7 separate regions of the Mus musculus genome follow, and all the other regions are linked to region 1. A link is a contact called in public Hi-C, HiCAR-type, HiChIP or PLAC-seq and promoter capture Hi-C data. All regions are on one chromosome and are shown on one strand. The core of a region is the stretch at or near the end of the contact, and the rest is flanking DNA. Distances in the headings are between cores, read along the strand shown. Region 1 holds the start of Fastkd3 (FAST kinase domains 3). Region 2 holds the start of Uqcrb (ubiquinol-cytochrome c reductase binding protein). Region 3 holds the start of Zfp708 (zinc finger protein 708). Region 4 holds the start of Rsl1 (regulator of sex limited protein 1). Region 5 holds the start of Zfp953 (zinc finger protein 953). Region 6 holds the start of Zfp429 (zinc finger protein 429). Region 7 holds the start of Ube2ql1 (ubiquitin-conjugating enzyme E2Q family-like 1).

Region 1 (2,733 bases), core at 143-2,642:
TTAGCACTGATTTTAAACGAATCGCAGTATGAGAGAATTAAGACAGGAGGTATACAAAAGTGACGTTTTTGAATTGTCCCTGATGGCGTGAAACCCACTCTTGATTTCTAGCTACTGTTGGGTCTTGCAAGTGTCTGTCATTCATTAGTGCCTAACTATAGGAGTGATCTGCCTTTCTGCCCATTTGTACTCTGAATTAGGATCATAAGCCTGAATGGTGAAGGGGCTAAGCCATGCTCAAACACAGTGTCGCTTACAAAGGCTATTGTTTCTGCCGTTTAAAAACAAAGCAAAAAAAAAACAAAAAACAAAAACAAAAAACAAAAACAAACTGTAACTCAGCAGTTAAGAGACCACTGACTGCTCTTCCCAAGGTTCTGAGTTCAAATCCCAGCAATCACATGGTAGCTCACAACCATCCCTAATGAGATCTGACGCCCTCTTCTGGTGCCTCTGAAGACAGCTACAGTGTACTTACATATAATAATAAATAAACCTTTAGGCTGGAGCGAGCAGGATCCTCCGGAGCAAGTAAAGGTTCTGAATTCAAAGTCCCAGAAACGACATGATGGTTCACAACCATCAGTACAGCCACAGTATACTCATATATATAAAATAAATAAGTAATCTTTAAAAAACCAAAACTGTAACTGTACAATGTTCACGTGAAACTGGGGAGTTCGTGTTTCCTGCTAGATCCTAATCAAAGCACTGGTCGTCATCAAAGATGGCATCATTGCATCTATCAGTAGTCAGCGTACATGGACTTTACACAGAGACGGTATTTCTAATTCATGCCTTACCCCGGAGATAACCAAGAGAAAAAGAAGATAAAGGGCTCTGGGATTCCACACTCCGCCATTCTATCCAGTGGCTAACGCTGAGTGGTAGCCGGCCTATATAAAATTATCTTTTCCTGAGTGAATCAACTCTAGTTAGTTTCTAAGCACTTGTGGCTTATCCGCTGGGGAGCTAGGACACAAACCCTTCAAAGGTTCATCGGGAAGCACTGCCACAGACTCGACAGGACCAATGGGTGACACGTGCGAGCTCACGAGGTTTTGGGAAAGGTGGCGGAGCCGACTCCTCCCAAGTGCTCCCCGTGAACCCCACCGCGGTCCGCCTCCCAAGTGCTCCCCGTGAACCCCACCGCGGTCCGGAAAACTCAGCGGCTCATCCCCACTGCGCAGGCGCGAGTCCCGGCTCCCCCACCGCTTCCGTCGCTCCCGCCGTCCCCCGCCGAATACCTCCAGGCGCGAATTCCCGCGCGGAACCCCGTTCTCCTCCGACAGGCACAGTCCGGGAGCACTGCGCACGCGCGCGGCACAGCACGCATGCTCCGCACGACCGCCAACAGACATGCGGGCGGACCTGGGCCAATCGCTGATCGCCGGATGTGGGTGGGTGGGTGGCCTTAGTGCCGCGCACGCGCCGGAATGTTCTCCAGGTAAGGGGCAGCGTCCGTGTACGGACGCTCCCAGGGCTCGGAAGCTCCGTGTCTGTCCTGTCCCGGGTGCGGCTTGGAGCCGCTCGGTAAGTGTCTCGGGATTAGGACCCCCGGGCTTCCCCACTCGTGCTCCGTGGGCTCCGGTCCGGTCGCGCGGCGCCTGCCTCCGCCGTTGCCCTGCTCCGCTTGCTTTTCTGTGATTGTGCGTGAGCCCCAGCCCAGCTTCTCAGCGCGAATTACCATGCTTTGCCCGGCTCATACCCGGAGTTTGAATCTTGTCGGCTGCTCCTCCTCTCTCGCAATTATCAACATTGACGTTCCCTTTCCCCATCACGTGAGTGTCGAGATTTGGAGGTAGAATCTGAATTCCAGCTCTTCCTCTTCGCGCCCAGCTTCACTGTACACAGAGGTGGTTTCCTTGGGCTGCAGGGTCCTTAGCGGGAAAAGCGTCAACCAGACGAACTGAATTACAGTAACCTAGCCCATAGGCAGGACTTAAAGTAAGGGCTGGGCAGCGATCGCAGTTAGGGTTAGGAGCCAGCATCTCGCCCAGACACAGTGAAGCCACAGGAAGTCAGCCCTATGATGCTTCAGTCTACCCGACAACACTAAGGTGTTCAAGGGCCACTGAAAAGAAATTTCAGAATGAGCCAGAGCGCAGCAAGGTCAATGAGTTCTGATTACTCAAAAAATAGCCTTTTTTGAAAACTGAAGAGACGCGTAAGCCTGAAAGCCTGAGTAGTAACTTATGTATAGGATTATGGGGTTTGGGGGGCTATTTAATCAGCAGCCAACTTTAAACATATTAAAGGAGACATGCCTTGGTGCACACCCTTCACTTTGTCCATAGAACATGGCCTTTGAAGAGGAATTACGTTGTGGTAAAACATTAATCTGAGATCCTTACATACACATAGGACTCAAGGAGTTTAGATATAAGGCATAGTTCATTTAAAAAAAAAAACCTAGTGACACTGCCTAGAAAGGGGTGTGCATGTCTTCTACCGGTGCCTTGTCTAGTTATGGTGCAACTGTTGGGTGTCAGCCAATTGGGTGTGGCAATCAGGACCAGGAGAGTGGGGACCCCCTTCCCAGGCTTTCTCTTGTTTCCTGGCTCGGTGGGAAAAGTAAACCTTGGTTTTTAAAATATTTTTGCAAGGTTCTTTTTTTTTTTTAATCTTTGTCATGGGATACTCATTCTTAGTTTCGTAGCGTTGGTGTTGTCTTTCTCAGCATTTGACCATGGTTTTTGTTTTTGTTTTTCTTATGCTAAGTCACATGTTGTG
Region 2 (2,733 bases), core at 169-2,668, 1.7 Mb before region 1:
CTCAGTTTATTTAAAAAGAAAAAGCTCAACAAACAAAATGGGTTCTGAGAACCGAAATCAGGCCAGTATTTACATTGCAAGGCAAACTTTTTACCAACTGAGCTATATTCTCAGTCCCTAAGCGTTAAGGCTACTTTCTTACCATAGAAGGAAAAAGAGGCTCCCTTCTTATTATCTCCTTCTAATTTCCTAATCCTCAGTACAGATTACTACATGGCTTCCTCCAACCTTTAAATTAGAAGTCATGCATAAAATTGTTTCTAAGAGAAATTTAAATTGTCAAGGGCTAATGCTCAGTTGGTATATTGCTTGCCTAACATACACCACAAAGCCCTGGGCTCCAACTCCAGCACTACATAAAACATGCATAGTGATTCATTCCTGCAATTCCAGCATTTTTAGGGTGGAGGAAAAAAGAATCAGAGGTTCAAGGTCATTCTTCAATACACAGCTAACTTGGGCTACCCTGGCTCAAAAAATAAAAATATTAAAAAAAAGCATAAGAACTAAATTGTTAACACAGCAGTGATTATAATATCGATTAATATTTACTTAACAAATGTGTCAGGCACTACTCTGTTTGCCACATTATAGATCAAAAGCCTGTTGCAGAAAAGGAAGCTGGCTTACGTAAGTATTAAACTCAACAAAACAGAATACTTTTCCTAAAATTGTGTCAAATGGGTAAAATTAATGCCTTCAGAATTTCCAGGGACTGTGAGAAGGTTATCAGTATTGTTTTTAAAGACTATTCCAACGTATACCATCAGTGGGCAAAGATTAAGCTTTAAAAAAAAATAGGAGGGGAGAGGGTGAGTAATATTTGATGTGAAAACATTCTGGCACTCTATCTCAAATTTGTTCTAGTGCCTACATTAAACAAAAGTCCTTACAGCCCTGCAGCCCCAGCTCACCGTCCAGATATGCCAAGGTTAACCTGAAACCTCACTATAACCCTATCTTACTTCCTTTTAATTCTTCTGACAAGTCTTAGGAGCGTCATGCGGGCTCGGGCGCTGTTTGCTCCGATCACTGTCACTGAAGTGGCCTGCGCCTGACTCCAAATGCTCCCCACTACTCGCTGTGGCTGTCGTCTGCTGACCTCCTCACCTCCCTAAGCTGTCCCAAGGCGGAGGGGAAGGAGGCCGAACCCGGTCAGCCCCGCTGGGCTCCTTCCGGCAGAGGTCCCTGTTCTAACCCTCAGGCAGGCCCGACCTGGCTCAGCGAAACCTGTCCTTTGAGCTGCTGGGTCGCCACGTCTCTTATCACAAACTAGCTATTTAGCTAACGCAAAAGGAGAACAAGTTCGTGAGAAAATACAACCGCTCCACGATACCCACAAAGGAGGAGTAATTACTCACCAGCAGATCGGCCCGCCATTTTGACCTGAGAGTGAAGCGCTGCCTTCTGGGTAAGTCCTAGAGGACACGCCGGGCTCCTACGCAGGCGTCCTGGATACTTTAGGAAGGGGAAGGGAGGGGCAGGCGCTGCTCTGACCGCCAGCAGAAGGCATTTACTCTTTCCTACCTGAATGGACTCCACACATTAGGCTGATCTTTTTGTGTGCCTTGTTACAAAAAACATTCTTCGCGACACAATGGGGAAAGTACTGCGAAATTAGGAGACAGTGTTATTCAATGCTCTGTTATAGGAAAGAACCTTTGCGGAATAAATGGAGTCTTGGAGACAGGTAATGTAGTAAATGATTTTCAGGCAAACCGCATCTCAAAATGCATGGAGGGGATGCTAGGACGCTAGAGGACGCTTGATGCTCAAATTCTTTATGTCAAATGGTGCGGTGTTTTAATATAATGTATACACTATTGCATTCTTTAAATCACCTCAGGATTACTTTAATACAGAATATAAAGTAAGCACCACACAAATAACTGTTATACTGCACTATTTTGGAAGTAACACAGGTATAATGAACATTTATAGTTAACACAGATATACCCCTTCCCGATCTGTGGTAGACTCAATCTATAGGTCTGCAATCTTTGGGTTCAGAAGTGTGGCTATATTCTCATTTAATTCTAAATCATCAGTGTAATTACTGGTGCTATCAGTATTGAAGAGAGAAGGAAGCTGAGCCTCAGAAAAGTTCAATAAGTTATCCAAGGGCATTGAAATTGGGTAGAGTCCAGGTTTGTTTGTTTGTTTGTTAACTAGAATTGAGAAATCCAGTTTCAAATTCGGGCTTCCTTATTTCTAGGATCATATGCTGCACAACCAATCCCAGATAACTTTCAGCTTCTAGGCTTCACTTTCCCCACCTAAAAATCCCTATCAAACAATTTTAGTAGAAAGTTAGGTTGGATAAGCTTTAAAAATATTAACTTTAAGGTAGGAGTAAATGGCACATGCAAGATCCAAGAATTCAGTAGTCTGAGGCAGGAGGATCCCTGCAAGTTCAAGACTACAGTTGTCTACATAGTGAATCTGGCATCAGTCTGCAAGACCTTACCTAAAACAAAACAACAACAACAAAACCCCTAAGATATATTTAGAATTTGCATATAGTATTAAAAATGGAGCAAGCAGAAAGACTATAGACTGTGCTTTCAAGATCTCAACCCCAACAGGTAGAGTCTAAAATAAAAAACTAAGGACAGAAAGTGGAGTTACTGTTGAGTTTTACTATGACTCGATAGTGGTCTTTTTTTTTTTTTTTTTTGAGGTAGATACTATTTATTATTTCTTGGTTTCCCTCTCATTGACATCAACTATCTT
Region 3 (2,733 bases), core at 61-2,560, 1.5 Mb before region 1:
TTGTGACCTATAATATAATTGTGCTTATTGCTGTATCACCTCTACATTGTAGGAAACGAGATTTAAGGTACAAGAAAATGTACTTTTCACACCTTAAACAGTGTAAAACGGCACATTCTTAGTTTCCTGCAGATTAGTGACATTAATTAGAAAATGTCCATATTTTAATGATTGTTAGATGATACATAGAAAGTATTGGTATTGATGTAGTTTAAAGCCCATGCTTCTCAGGTATAGATTTTAATGCTGTAAGTCAGTCTCCAGCACACAAATCAATTTGACTGAAGTGTGGCAAAAACAGTACAAATGTCAGGATGAGCAGCGGCTGTATACAAAGGGCAGGGTGAGCATTGGCTGTATACAATCACAGGACCCTGAGTGAGCCACAGCTCTTCAACTTCACTCTCAATCTTTCCACACAACACCAAATTTCTGACATCGCAGTCTCCGGTGCAATTGTATGTGGTAATAATCTCTAGTATTTTCCACTCTGCAGTGTTGTAGGATCAGTGATAGCTGGGACAAAGTTCAGAGTGCCCCCTCGATGAGATTTTTTTTTTTTTCCTCATACAGGTGTGTGAATGTGAGGGTTCTGTCACAGTGGGTAAAGGAGTGATTCCTATCCAAAGTGAGCCGCCCTGAAAACTAACAATTTATCACAAAGAAAACGGGACGAACATCCCATACACCAAACTCCCCCGCAGAACTCACTGTCCTGGAAACTATGAGCCACACGAACTCAAAATCAGAGTCCTGGGCCTCTCATTGAATACGGGAGGGCCCAGAAAAACCCACTTGCTCTAGATTTCCTGAGGGATCTGACAACAGCAATGTGAAAACTAGTTAACAGCAAGCTTCCCCAGCCAAGGTGGGGTATGAGCTCTCATCACAGCCTGCCTCTGGCACGGTCAGCCAAGCCACCCTGCTCTACCAACCCTAGACTTTCCAGTCTCCATTCTCGCAGTAGCAGGCCACCTCTCAGGTCCCTGAAACACATGATTGACTCTGTCAGCCGCTCTGTCCTAACAGAGCAATCACTCCTTGCACCGTGCGTGCGCCCCACCCCTGCACTCTGGCCAAGCCTAGGTCCGCACTGCAGGACCACGTGGGCTTCTCTCCGCCTCCCGCCCAGCCCTCCCCGGCTCCCTGCACCCCGGGCCCGCCCACCCGTATAGTTCATGAGGCCTGCAAGGCTAGGCTGCAGCCGGGACCAACCTCCATGTCGAGCGCGGAGCGCAAGCCACACTGTTCCAACTTTGAGAAAGCCGCAGAGTTTGGAGAAACACAAAAGCAAAATGAACCGGAAGCACAGAGGAGTAGAGTCCGGTCTAGCGGAGTCATGCTAAGAGAGACTACATTTCCCAGAAGTCTACGCGAAGGACTGCCCTGAACCAAAGTCAGGGAGAACTATTTATAGCCTGTCACTGGATTAGGCTGCTTTTTAAGTCTCAAATTTACAAAGGTCTTGTGGGAATATAAATCCAGCCTTTGACGGCAACTTGTATTAGGTTTACTTCTTACTCTGATCAAAGACGTTACCTAAAAAGCTCTGGGGTTCCTAGAGTCTTTTGGCAGGAGGAAAACTCATTGACTCAATTATACTAGATTTAAAATAAAAACCATCAGCAGCTCCTGCCTCCGGGTTCCTGCCCTCTTTGAATTCCAGCCTTGGCTTCTTCCAATGGACAGCAATCCAGGTTATGTAAACCAAATAAACTCTTTTCTCCTGTGATTTCTATTCTTGGTACTTGACTACATCTAGAATTAGATGGAATCCAGAAGAAATACAAGGGACACCTTTGAGGGATTTTTGTTTGTTTGAAGTGGGTGGATCCACTTCTAGTCATGACTTGTGAGGTAGATGTTGTGGGTTGCCCTGGTGCTGTTTGTATTCTGATGTTAATTCAGCTTCCTCAAGAGGGGTTGCCCCTGAGAGGAGTGGATCACATACTCAGGTGATTTCCTGTGAACCTTCTCCCCATTCTAACTGGTCAAATAAAGACTAGAGCCTGTGATTGGGCAGTGGAAGGGAAAGGTGGGGCTAGAGGTTTTAGGAAGTGAGGGAAGAGTAGGGAGCGAGGGAGGAAGAAGACTGAGGAAGAGAAGATAAGAGGAAGATGGAGCAGAACCACAAGGCCCTGAGAGGCAGCAAATAATGTGGGATCTCACAGCTGGGGAATAGAGTAGTGTAGTGATAAATCTGCTCAGTCTAAGCGTGCAGCTTGTAAATAATGTAACTGAGTTGTGTGGTTTTTGCATAGACTTATTGGGGTATCAGGGTTGGGGAATTACTGCAACAGGTGGAAATACATGCCTTTAATTCCAATCCTGAGGTGGGAAGATAACAATTTTAATCTGGACCACACCTTCTGCTGGAAGTCTATATAACAGCAATTTTCTCTTTTTTCTCTTCCTTCCTTCCTTTTTTTTTTTTTTTTTTTTTTCTTTTCCGAGACTGGGTTTCTCTGTGTAGCCCTGGCTGTCCTGGAACTCATTTTGTAGACCAGGCTGGCTTCTAACTCAGAAATCTGCCTGCCTCTGCCTCCCGAGTGTTGGGATTAAAGTCATGTGCCACCGCGCCCTGCTATAAAGCAATTTTCAACATGCAAGTTATGACCCCTTGAGGGTCAAACAACCCTTTTCAGGGGTTGCTTAAGATCATCTGCATATCACATAGTTACATTACAATTCATAACAGCAAAATTAGTGATAAAATATCAAAAAATAATTTTA
Region 4 (2,733 bases), core at 158-2,657, 1.4 Mb before region 1:
TTGTGTGTTTAATACCTTATCAATAAGTTTTCACAATTTTGTGGATTCAAGATTTTTTTCCTTTGTTCTTTGATCTTCTGTACCGATGTTTCTAAGCGTGCATTGCCTATCATCACTTGGTATGCTCACCCTATATATTTCGATGGATAAGTAAAATACATTGATTGAACTCTTAAGTCTATGCTTATGTAGTCTTAGAGGCTACTTTGGGTCTGTGTTCCACAGTGGAGTAGACTCCACTGCAGCTGATTTTTTAGTACCTGCCTTTAGTTCACAGGATCTAAGGAATGGACAAGGCTTTGACTCCATGTGATCCCCTGGCTGTTTTGTTAGCAGCCCCATGTACACTGATTTCTGAGGGCTCTCAGAAGGAAATCCTAGTTGCAGGCTACTCAACTATTGTGGTGAGGGTGTATACCACTTTAAAATGTTTGTGCTCTGTACACTCTTGTTTCTACAGTACAACTCAAAGCCTTGTGCATTTATGTCTCACCTGCATACAACAAGTAGGGGAAATGACTGGATGTGTGACCTGCTTTTATTACAGACACCTTTCTACCAACAGATCAACAGTAGTAGTCTCTGTTGGACATAGGTAGCCTGTTAGCTGGTTTTAATCAATGCCTCCATGGGCTTCTTGTTGATCTTCTTTCCAATGTCTGAGAGTCCGGGGCATTAACTCAGGACAAGAGATTTAGAGGAATGTTAGATACACACATGCTTGGGTGTGGCATGGGGATGTCAAATTTTATCTTCAGAGTCAACCTCCTTGGCCTGCTCAAACAGCATGTGTTTCTGTATGTGTAATATTAGCAATGCCCTGGAGGAATTGTTTCTATATATTCAAAAAGTAGAAACACAAACAACAGTATACAAGTTTGTTGGGGCAGACACCAAGCCAGCTTTGTATCCCAAGTCCATTTGTCAAAAGCCACTGAGGAGCTAGGAGCATAGTCAGGAACGCCAAGGCTGGTTTCAAACATTTTATAAAGTTAGTTTTCCTTGCCACGTTGGTTAGTGTATTGCTTTGTTTATTTAACGAACAACTAAGTCAACGTGCCCCCCGTCCCGTCCCCCCCCCCCCGGCCAGGAAGTAGTAATATTAAAATTACTACTAGAAATGACTTGTAAGCCAAAAGTTTCTGTCAAAGGCTTGACTCAAATCCATACATCTCCGATGTGGTTCTGGGGTCGAAAACCAATCTCATTACCCACAGCTTTTCTGCAGATAAGGCTTCCTCCTTGCACCTTCAACTGTGTGTTCCCATCCACAAAACTCTCCAAACAGTAGACTTCACCCACCCTGGGTTCTGGGATTTCCTTCGCACAGACTTCTGGGAGATGTAGTCCGCACCACTGTGACCACTGGGAGCCTTCCAGGAAATCCCCTTCTGAGTTCAGGTCTGTACTCGTGCGTCTTTCTTAAGGTTGGGCGGAAATCGTATGCGGCTATCTATTCCAGTTGTCTCTGACAAGAAGGTTGGTCCAGGCAGCAGCGTAGCCTGGGGCTCTGTGCGGGATCTGTGTCAAGGAGGTTGGTTCAGGAAGCAGCATAGCCTGGGGTTCAGTGCCGGGAGCTGGGCTCTGTCTTGGAGGGAGCGCTTGAGGACTGGGTGGGAGGGCGGAAGCAGCTGCCAGGACTGGCTGTGCTGAACTGGCTGGGGCCACTGAGGCTGCAGTTTTGGAGTGAGGGGACTGGCCTTTTGGGATTGTGTCCTGAGTGAAGGTTTCCTTTAGAACACCGAGAGCAGCCCGAGTCTGCCTTGGTTCTCTGGTACACTGGAGCAGCTTGGTAGTGGAGGACTAGATTGCAAACTAATGGTGATGAGCTGACTACCTGCTCCTGAGAGAGTGCCAGAGCTCACAGACCTGCATTGCTGGAAGCGCGCGTCCCTGGCTGCCCCCATCTCACCTGGATGCTGCCAGAGTCCTTTGTGTCTTTAGAGTAAAAGGGTTTCTGGTCCCCGTGTACTCTGTAGCCAGCTTATAGCAATGGCCTTGAGGTCTGACTGTGTTCATTTTTCGCTGCCAGTAAAGAATTAAGAGAGGAAAAATCCGAGTTACAACAGCTGTCGTGTTGGGGAATTCTGGGACATAGCCAACATATCTGTCTGAATGCACGGAAAATCTTGGACTAGGGTTGAAGAAACACATGCAGTGGACACACAGGCAGGAATGTCTACAAGGCAGAGTGGGATCAAAAGGAGCTCACACCATGTTTCACCTTGAGGGCTGTGTTTACTAAACTTGACAGGACCTCCATCCCTACTTTACAGTTGAGAATTTTTAAAAAAATATTTATTTATTTATTATATGTAAGTACACTGTAGCTGTCTTCAGACACTCCAGAAGAGGGTATCAGATTTCATTACAGATGGTTGTGAGCCACCATGTGGTTGCTGGGATTTGAACTCAGGGCCTTTGGAAGAGCAGTCGGTGCTCTTAACAGCTGAGCCATTTCACCAGCCCCGAGAATTTTTTAAAAAGAGAGTGTCCGCTTGGCCCCAAATGGTTCCGGTCAACATGACATTATCAGGGCTTGGACTTGTTGAGGAAGTTTATGGACATTGTGTATATTTCTGCCATTGTTTCTGTTATCTTGTAACTTTGCTTCCCATGGTAATATGAGGTATAAAAGGGCGGTGAAAAATAAACTCGAGGCTGCTGTGGTATTGACCAGCAATCCTCCCAAGTCTATTTCTTGGCTCTGCATCTTTTCTGCCTCTCCTGTCT
Region 5 (2,733 bases), core at 142-2,641, 1.2 Mb before region 1:
CACAGCTTGTGACAATAGATAAAAAACCTCTCAGAATCCACTGACAAGGCAGAACATGAAATTCTATCAGTCCAAAAGCTAAAACCTCATCAGATGGTATCTTAGGTAAATAGAATATCTCCGATGACTCTATGAGACACACACCAATGTATTTTAAATTTTCCTTGGTTAATGACATTCTCTGTTCTGTAAAACCATGAAACTGCCTTGTGTTGAAGCACAGAATTTGGATTAACCTAAGTCTGTATTCTCAGATAATGGCCACTCAAAAGGCTGACTAAACTGTCTCTTAACCCTTTAAGAGGAGAACTGCATTTTGCATGGACAGGAACCTATGTGAAAATTATAAGACCCCAAGTGTGCCAGAGCTTTCTGAATTTTTCTTACAACCACAGGAAAACATGAGGAAATCATTCTAGAAATGTCCAGTGAGCAGCAGTAAAGCTGGGTGCCAGATACAGGGACAGAGTGCATTTAAGAGAATTTAGATATTTCTGATAATGTGAACAGACAGAAGAAAATCATGTGACCAGAGGAGGGCCATCTCCTTTCTCTTTCAGAGACATTCCAGTCCCTTCCAGAGATCATGAGTTCCATTTCTCTCATCTCACCAAGTCATCTCTCATATCTGAGAAGGAGTCCAAATTTTGGACAGAACACATACTAAGAATTGTTGAGTATTATTGTCTAGTGTTTTTTTTTTTTAGCAGAAGGGCAAAATTCATAATTATTTGGATTGTGCAAACACTGGTTCATATCAATTACAGGACTACTCTGTGGCTATACAGCCATGTATTGTGGTGATTCAGGTACAGGATTATACATCCTGAGTTCTTATTCAACCCGAGGCATCCATAAATCTAACACTTTATTCCAAAGGAAAAGGAACTAACATTCCACACAACAATCACCCTCACGGGACTCTTTGTCCCTGGCACTAGGAACTTTAGGAAGATTTGTGAAGTCAAACTCCAGTACTAGATAGAACACAGAGTATAGGAGGCGCTAGATGTCCAAGTGTTCTAAATCTCCTGAGAATCTGACTACAGCCACGTGAGAACGGGTCAGCTAGGCAGAGCATATTTCCCCAGTAAAGATGAGTGCGCTCCTTTCAGCATCTCAGAAATAAGCAGTCAGCAGACCCAGCCTGCCCTTGCCATCCTGTTGTTTCCAACTTTCTTCCCTAGCCTAGGTCAGCACAACATCTCCAGGTCAGCAGCTTGCCCTGTCTCATAACAAGCCCAGATAAGCTCCTTCCGTGCCCGATACGCCACCCTGCACAGTCCCTCAGATCTGCAAGGTTGCGGTGTTCCCTGCACCAACCTCCATGTCAGAGATCCAAACGAAGGTTTCAACAGGACAGACGCCTAACTCTGGGGAGAAGTTAAGTTTGAAAATCAAATGCGGAAGTTTGATAGCAACGGCCAGCCTTCTGATGACGTCACAGGCATCCGGACTACATTTCCCACAAATCAGTGCGAAGAACTTCCATGAACCCACAGAACTGGGTTGTTCACCTGCTGGTATCCTGACTGTGATTCCTTGAAGTTGGGAAGAAACAGTCTTCTGCACTTGGGCAGTCACAGGGCATTTGGATTCATTTAAAGTTCTGTGGTCCCAGCACGCAATGTTAGCCTGTGAGTCGACCCTTTCACAGTGATGTTTATCAGGTTTCTTAGTTATTTCTGCTAGAACACCGTGATTTTAAACTATCTTACTACCACATGGAAAACTCGCACTTTCATGACTTGCTTTACTTAAAAATATGGAAGCAAGAGCTAATTTAAGGTGCTCTTGAAACCATCCTTGGTGACCCTGCCTGCTACGCAGCATATCAGGTGCTTAAGACAAAAGACTTAGAATTCAAAGCCAGCAACCATCAGGTATTTTCTGAGCACTTGCTTTCCTCTGCATCTCTCCCAAGAGGAGGAGCAGAGCTCCTGGGATCGCAGTGGTGTATGTCCTAACTCTTGGTCCATTTTGTATTATAGGATTTCTGCCTGTGTTAGGTTTGATGTTCCGTATTGAATTCTCCGTCTCTCATGTGAGCCTGTCATCGTTCATATTTGGCAATATTTGAACATCAGTGGTATCCGCCTTGAACTTCCGTTATTTCTCCGAAGCAGAACACCGAGATAATTCCTTCTTGAATACAAAGGTATCAGAAATATGTTCATAGCATTGCCAAATGAGGTCGGTATATTAAAGAAGTTACACTGGAAACATACAATATTGAGAATTCCCATCTCTTCTTGGGAAGGTTTATTCCTGTGAAGTTCAAGCTTGAGTCAAAGTTACAAACCCCATTGCAGAAAAGGCTTCATACTTCCCTGATATATTATGATTCAAAAGGAAGCTGTTTCAGAGCAAAGACTGTGCAGAGTCCCTATTGAGTTCTTTGTCAGGGAGTGTGTTTACCTATGGATGCAGAACACCTTCCTCGATTTAGAGAAACTAGAGTCAAGAAGCAGTACATTCACCTGGACACTTGATTGGCATGTCTGTTTAGAATGAGGTCATGAGTGGTCTGTCCTCCTCCTGAATATTGCAGTGGAAGGCATTGTCAGCAACCACAAGGACAGAATTTCTGAGCATAGCAAGTTTTCTAATATGTGTATGTGTTGAGGTTCGGTGTGTTGCTATGTTTTGTTATGCTAAATTCTCTACTCAAAGGTCTAGACTCTCTACTGACTTCTCACATTTACAAGGTTCTGTTGTGTAAACCTTGTTCCT
Region 6 (2,733 bases), core at 74-2,573, 1.2 Mb before region 1:
ACATGAGAGAGAGGCAAAGAGAACGATGGATTCCTGATCAGGTTCCAAACAATACAGACTCCCCATTCCCTACCAGCCTGTCTATACTACACAGTGCTTAAAATACATACAACACAGATCATGAAGCAGCAACTCCTAGGTTGTGCCAAGTGTCAAAGAGTCTCTGAGTGTGGAGTGAGGATTAAAGACAGGAGAGGCCGAAAAAAGATGCAGAGCCAAGAAATAGACTTGGGAGGACTGCTGGTCAATACCACAGCAGCCTCAAGTTTATTATTCACCGCCCTTTTATACCTCATATTACCATGGGCAGCAAAGCTACAAGATAACAGAAACACTGGCAGAAATATACACAATGTTCATAAACTTCTTCAACAAGTCCAAGCCCTGATAATGTCATGTTGACCGGAACCATTGTGGGCCAAGCGGACATTATCTCTTTTTTTAAAACTCTCAACTGTAAAGTAGGGATGGAGGTCCTTTCAAAAGTTTAGAAAATACAGCCCTCAAGGTGAAACATGATGTGAGCTCGTCTCGATCCCACTCTGCCTTGTAGACATTCCTGCCAGTGTATCCACTCCATGCGTTTCTTCAACCCTAGTCCAAGATTTTCAGTGCATTCAGGCAGATCTGTTGGCAGTGTCCCAGAATTCCCCTAAACGACACCTGTAGTACCTCGGATTTTTCCTCTCTTAATTCTTTACTGGCAGAGAAAAGTGAACACAGTCAGACCTCAAGGCCATTGCTATAAGCTGGCTACAGAGTACACGGGGACCAGAAACCCTTTTACTCTAAAGACACAAAGGACTCTGGCAGCATCCAGGTGAGATGGGGGCAGCCAGGAATGCGCGTTTCCAGCAATGCAGGTCTGTGGGCTCTGGCACTCTCTCAGGAGCAGGTAGTCAGCTCATCACCATTAGTTTGCAATCTAGTCCCCCACTACCAAGCTGCTCCAGTGTACCAGAGAACCAAGGCAGACTCGGGCTGCTCTCGGTGTTCTAAAGGAAACCTTCACTCAGGACACAATCCCAAAAGGCCAGTCCCCTCACTCCAAAACTGCAGCCTCAGCGGTCCCAGCCAGTTCAGCACAGCAAGTCCTGGCAGCTGCTTCCGCCCTCCCACCCAGCCCAGAAGCGCTCCCTCCAAGACAGAGCCCTGCTCTGGCACCCACCCCAGTCTATGCTGCTTCCTTGAACCAACCTCCCTGACACAGACCCCGCACAGAGCCCCAAGCAACGCTGCTGACTGGACCAACCTTCTTGTCAGAGACAACTGGAATAGATAGCCGCATAGGATTTCCGCCCAACTTTGAGGAAGAGGCACAAGTACAAACCTGAAGTCAGAAGGGGATTTCCTGGAAGGCTCCCAGTGGTCACAGCGGTGCGGACTACATCTCCCAGAAGTCTGTGCGAAGGAAATCCCAGAACCCAGGGTGGGTGACTTCTACTGTTTGGAGAGGTACGTGGATGGTAACACAAAGTAGAAGGTTGAAGGAGGAAGCCTTTTCTGCAGAAAAGCTATGGGTAATGCGACCCCATTTGGTTTCGGACCCCAGAACCACATCGGAGATGTACGGATATGAGTCGAGCCTTTGACAGAAACATATGGCTTACAAGTCATTTCTAGTTGTAAGTTTAATATTACTACTTCTTGAAAAAAACAAAAAAACAAAAAACGTTGACTTAGTAGTTCGTTAAAATAACAAAGCAATACACTAACCTACGTGGGAAGGAAACGTAACTTTATAAAAGGATGTTTGAAACCAACCTTGGTGTGCCTGACTATGCTCCTAGCTCCTCAGTAACTTTTGACAAATGGACTTGCGGTACAAAGCTGGCTTGGTTTCTGCCCCAACAAACTTGTATACTGTTGTTTGTGTTTCTACTTTTCGAATATATAGAAATAATTCCTCCAGGGCATTGCTAATATTACATATACAGGAACACATGCTGTTTGAGCAGGCCAAGGAGGTTGACTCTGAAGATAAAATTTGACATTCCCAAGCCACACCCAAGCAAGTGTCTATCTAACATTCCTCTAAATCTCTTGTCCCGAGTTAATGCCCCAGACTCTCAGACATTGGAAAGGAGATCAACAAGCAGCCCAAGGAGGCATTGATTAAAACCAGCTAACAGGCTACCTATGTCCAACAGAGACTACTACTGTTGATCTGTTGGTAGAAAGGTGTCTGTAATAAAAGCAGGTCACACATCCAGTCATTTCTCCAACTTGTTGTATGTAGTTGAGACATAAATGCAAAGGCTTTGAGTTGTACTGTAGAAACAAGAGTATACAGAGCACAAACATTTTAAATTGGTATCCACCCTCACCTGCAACTAGGATTTCTTTCTGAGAGCCCTCAGAAATCAGTGTACATGGGACTGCTCACAAAACAGCCAGGGGATCACATGGAGTCAATGCCTTGGCCATTCCTTAGATCCTGTGAACTAAAGGCAGGTACTAAAACATCAGCTGCAGTGGAGTCTACTCCACTGTGGAACACAGACCCAAAGTAGCCTCTAAGAGTACAGAAGCATAGACTATGGGTGCTGAAATAAACACTGGAACCTTACAGATTAATTCCCATAATGACCTCAACCGAATGGAACCAGTCTCTGCACTCTCACTACTAATTCAATCCTGTGGTTATACTCAGAGAACCTGATAATTTGCTGTATGTAGGTGTATTTGTGCCCCCATGTTTATTGCTCTTTATTCCCAACAGTAAACAACCAG
Region 7 (2,733 bases), core at 164-2,663, 1.2 Mb after region 1:
AAACATCGCTTTCCATCTCAGGCCTAGCCTCGAACTCCCCACCCAACCCGGGCCTCTGCTCCTGGCCGTCTTACCTGGCCCTTGACCAGGCTGGCAGCAAACTGGCGCATGACGGCCTCCACCGTGTAGGCGCTGGACCAGCCGCGCGGCGTGAGCAGCTCCATGCAGATGGCGCCTCCGTCCAGCACGTAGCCGTTCTCCAGTCGCGGGCTGAGCACCCGCATGAAGGGCGGCGAGAAGGGGAAGTTATCGGGGAAGGTGAGGTTGAGCAGGATGAACTCTGTGTTGGTCTCCTTCATGTCCTGCCACAGCACCGAGTCCTTGTCCACCTGGTGCAGCTTCACGTTCCAGTCGAAGAGGTTCTCGTTTACCAGCTCCACCGAGATGAAGCGGTCGCTGAGGCGCGCGATGTCCTGGAGCTCCTTCATGAGCCGCCGGCTGCGCACCTGTGTGCAGTGCTGCTGGCGCGCCGCGGGCACTAGGCTGCCGCCCGCCGCCGCCGCGGCCACCGCGGGGCCCGGCCCCGCCCTGGCGCCCGCCGCCCGCTCCCGGGGGCCCCCGGCGCCCGCCGCCCCCGCCGCCCCCGCGGCTGGCTGCGGCTGCTTGTCGCGCGCGGCCAGTTCCGCCGCGCGCTTACTCTTGCCCTTGCCGGGCCCCGGGCTGGCGTCGCCTGAGCCCCCGGGGTGCTGCTGTTGCTGCTGCTGCTTGTGGCCGCTGCTCTTACCACCACCTTTGCCGCGCAGCGATGCGCTCTGCTGGCCGCCGCCTCCGCCACGGTGGTTGTGGTGGTGCTTGGGGTCCTCGGTGTCCCGGTTGTGCAGGCGAATGAGCCCGATTTTACGGAGCAGCGTGGCCATCTTAGGCTCGGCTCTGGCGAGGGGCTTGCCGGGGCTCCTGTTCCCCGAGCCGGATAGCTGGGACGCACGGGGCTTGTGGGGGGGAGGCAGACGACCGCTTAGTGGGGCGCGGCGAGGGCCACCTTAGGAGCCGGCGGCCGTGGCGCAGCGGAGCGGGCAGTACCAGCGCTCGCTGGCCGCCTTGTCGCCGCTGTCATATGACGGGTCTTCTCGGGCAAGGGCTCCGGTAGCCCAGGGAGGGGAGGCGTGGAGACGCGGCTCAGCTGCTGTTCCTGGCCGGTCCCTGGGCGCAGTCCCCGGACGCCGGGTGTCCGTGGTCCTTTGTGCGCGGCCGCAGACCCGCTGGTCCCGAGTCTAAGAGCTGCACCGCGGCGCGCACAACCGCCCGCGGTGCCCCGGAGACAGCGAGGTGGCCGTGGAGTCGCGCTGTGCGCCTGCCGGGCCGTGCTGCGCTGGCGGCTACCGCGGGGCCCGGGCCACTGCCGCTCTCGTTGCCGCCGCCGCTGCGGCTGCTGACATTGCAGAGGCGGCTGCTCCGTCTGAGCCGAGCCCGGCGCGGAGGGGGCGGCACTGCCGGCCGGGAGGGGGAGCGCGGGGCGGAGCCGCGGGCTTGACTGCACCGAGCCACCCCCGCCGCCAGGTTCCTGCGGCGACACACGCACGGCCGCTGGGGGGAGACAGCGGTACGCGCCCGCACCATTTTCTCCTGGCTGCGTGCTAGCTGCGTGCGCTGGGGAGCCAGGGGAGGGCTGGCCTGAGCGTGCTAATAGGGTCTCTCAGAATCACTGCATTCTTTGGGACCCTAAAACCTGAATGCTGTGTTTGAGGTCCGGGCCTTATATCCCATTTAACCTCCTTAGGACAACCAGAGGGAAAAGGTGGAAATCAACCTCTTTATTAATCCTTCTAACCAGAGGTATGAGCCCAATGTTTCTACGCAACACTTCTGGGCGGTGGGAGCCTAGAATGACAGAAGGAACACGTAAGGACTTTAAAGTCAGGGCGGAAAGCGGGATGAAAGGGTAGATCTACTGCAAACTTAAAGAACAGCCCGTTCAAAGTCACGACTAAAAGCAAACCTTTAGCCAATCCACTCAGCCCTCACTGGTTTGCTCCTTCCACCCCATCCCCTGCCTGCTGGCCGCAGCGTTTCGGCTTTCCATGGCCAGGCTGTGCGTGGTGGCTGCTTTCCAAAATGCAGCGGAGAATAACACCAGACGCCTTCTCTGGCGCTGACCGGTGCTAAGAGCGGGAAAGGACTTTCCGAGCAGCAACCCCCGTTGGCCACCCCCTCCCCGCCCCCCAGGGCTGCTCTCCTGAGTGAGGGACCTCCACAATACTCAAATGAGGGAGAGATCCGCCTTCCGCCTGCAGATTCACAGTCCACCCTGCCTTTCCTTCTTCCTTCAGCCTGTGGAAACTCACTTAAAAATCTGGTGAAAATTCCAACTAAAATCTATTTCAGATTAGCTCGAACTGTGACGGTTCCGGTGTGCAGCGTGTGGCCCAATGGCGTAGGCGAAACCAATCCCTCAAGAACAACGAATATTATCCCGCTGCCATCCTAACTGGCGTCAGAGCCTACTGCCTCTGCTGGTGTGTGGATGGGGGGAAGAGAGGGGAGGGGAAGCAGCTCAGCTCTTCAGGACAGGCGTTCCTTCTAGATGACAGCCCCTTGCCTTTCTGCCCCTCACATCTTTTACCAAATTTTGAGTTTTCACTGTGGAAAATAACTGGTGATGTCGCTGTGAAGACACAGACCTGGGTTTGGAGATTCAGATTTGGGGATAGATGTGTAATGGGGGAGCCAGGCTAGCTGGTGTAGATGAGGAGTAGAAGGTTCACACCCACCCAACATTGCACCTGGGAGAGGGTG

Evidence for each region. Hi-C and Micro-C count contacts between places; a contact is called where the count stands out from the background. HiCAR-type assays count read pairs that join an accessible place to other places. HiChIP or PLAC-seq counts read pairs in DNA pulled down with a chosen protein or histone mark. Capture Hi-C pulls out chosen DNA fragments and counts their contacts.
Region 2: an H3K27ac HiChIP or PLAC-seq map of thymic regulatory T cells shows a contact between it and region 1, with 12 times the contacts expected there. The contact joins the promoter of Uqcrb here to the promoter of Fastkd3 in region 1. A contact is called at or near these places in 11 of 39 promoter capture datasets (the 3T3-L1 cell line, the C10 cell line, the HPC-7 cell line and 7 more), 2 of 484 Hi-C or Micro-C datasets (CD8 T cells and LSK cells), 4 of 115 datasets of contacts at active chromatin or transcription factors (astrocytes, cardiomyocytes, large pre-B cells and 1 more) and 2 of 9 other capture datasets (adipose tissue and liver).
Region 3: a promoter capture Hi-C map of liver shows a contact between it and region 1, with 5 times the contacts expected there. The contact joins the promoter of Zfp708 here to the promoter of Fastkd3 in region 1. A contact is called at or near these places in 1 of 39 promoter capture datasets (pre-B cells), 1 of 484 Hi-C or Micro-C datasets (B cells), 3 of 115 datasets of contacts at active chromatin or transcription factors (epiblast stem cells, large pre-B cells and stem cell-derived neural progenitor cells) and 2 of 9 other capture datasets (adipose tissue and liver).
Region 4: a contact with region 1 is called in a Hi-C map of B cells, with 6 read pairs. The contact joins the promoter of Rsl1 here to the promoter of Fastkd3 in region 1. A contact is called at or near these places in 1 of 39 promoter capture datasets (pre-B cells), 3 of 484 Hi-C or Micro-C datasets (B cells, CD4 T cells and CD8 T cells) and 1 of 115 datasets of contacts at active chromatin or transcription factors (pancreatic cancer cells).
Region 5: a contact with region 1 is called in a promoter capture Hi-C map of adipose tissue, with 4 times the contacts expected there. The contact joins the promoter of Zfp953 here to the promoter of Fastkd3 in region 1. A contact is called at or near these places in 2 of 39 promoter capture datasets (pre-B cells and second pharyngeal arch cranial neural crest), 3 of 115 datasets of contacts at active chromatin or transcription factors (astrocytes, embryonic brain and large pre-B cells) and 1 of 9 other capture datasets (adipose tissue).
Region 6: a contact with region 1 is called in a Hi-C map of B cells, with 9 read pairs. The contact joins the promoter of Zfp429 here to the promoter of Fastkd3 in region 1. A contact is called at or near these places in 2 of 39 promoter capture datasets (the C10 cell line and embryonic stem cells), 1 of 484 Hi-C or Micro-C datasets (B cells) and 2 of 115 datasets of contacts at active chromatin or transcription factors (astrocytes and embryonic stem cells).
Region 7: a contact with region 1 is called in a HiCAR-type map of astrocytes, with 2.7 times the contacts expected there. The contact joins the promoter of Ube2ql1 here to the promoter of Fastkd3 in region 1. A contact is called at or near these places in 1 of 39 promoter capture datasets (liver), 1 of 115 datasets of contacts at active chromatin or transcription factors (astrocytes) and 1 of 9 other capture datasets (adipose tissue).

The regions. Positions count from the first base shown.
Region 1 is chr13:68,580,818-68,583,550 of GRCm38.p6, forward strand. Fastkd3 (FAST kinase domains 3) reads left to right here and starts at 1,393. Exons shown (of 7, transcript NM_027123.5): 1 at 1,393-1,533; 2 at 2,722-2,733. It overlaps Mtrr (5-methyltetrahydrofolate-homocysteine methyltransferase reductase), which reads right to left and starts at 1,352. Exons shown (of 15, transcript NM_172480.3): 1 at 1,248-1,352.
Region 2 is chr13:66,903,932-66,906,664 of GRCm38.p6, forward strand. It overlaps Uqcrb (ubiquinol-cytochrome c reductase binding protein), which reads right to left and starts at 1,419. Exons shown (of 4, transcript NM_026219.2): 1 at 1,362-1,419. The coding sequence starts at 1,380. Gm10767 (predicted gene 10767) reads left to right here and starts at 1,484. Exons shown (of 3, transcript NM_001177750.1): 1 at 1,484-1,690. It also overlaps a transcript of Mterf3 not described here.
Region 3 is chr13:67,080,235-67,082,967 of GRCm38.p6, forward strand. Zfp708 (zinc finger protein 708) reads right to left here and starts at 1,311. Exons shown (of 4, transcript NM_001012448.2): 1 at 1,216-1,311. The coding sequence starts at 1,221.
Region 4 is chr13:67,171,775-67,174,507 of GRCm38.p6, forward strand. It overlaps Rsl1 (regulator of sex limited protein 1), which reads left to right and starts at 1,408. Exons shown (of 4, transcript NM_001013769.1): 1 at 1,408-1,479. The coding sequence starts at 1,444.
Region 5 is chr13:67,359,181-67,361,913 of GRCm38.p6, forward strand. Zfp953 (zinc finger protein 953) reads right to left here and starts at 1,392. Exons shown (of 4, transcript NM_001038651.3): 1 at 1,324-1,392. The coding sequence starts at 1,329. It overlaps Gm17039 (predicted gene 17039), which reads left to right and starts at 1,485. Exons shown (of 2, transcript NR_167764.1): 1 at 1,485-1,883; 2 at 1,992-2,733.
Region 6 is chr13:67,398,444-67,401,176 of GRCm38.p6, forward strand. Zfp429 (zinc finger protein 429) reads right to left here and starts at 1,324. Exons shown (of 4, transcript NM_001080941.1): 1 at 1,253-1,324. The coding sequence starts at 1,288.
Region 7 is chr13:69,738,484-69,741,216 of GRCm38.p6, forward strand. Ube2ql1 (ubiquitin-conjugating enzyme E2Q family-like 1) reads right to left here and starts at 1,414. Exons shown (of 2, transcript NM_001145162.1): 1 at 75-1,414. The coding sequence starts at 857.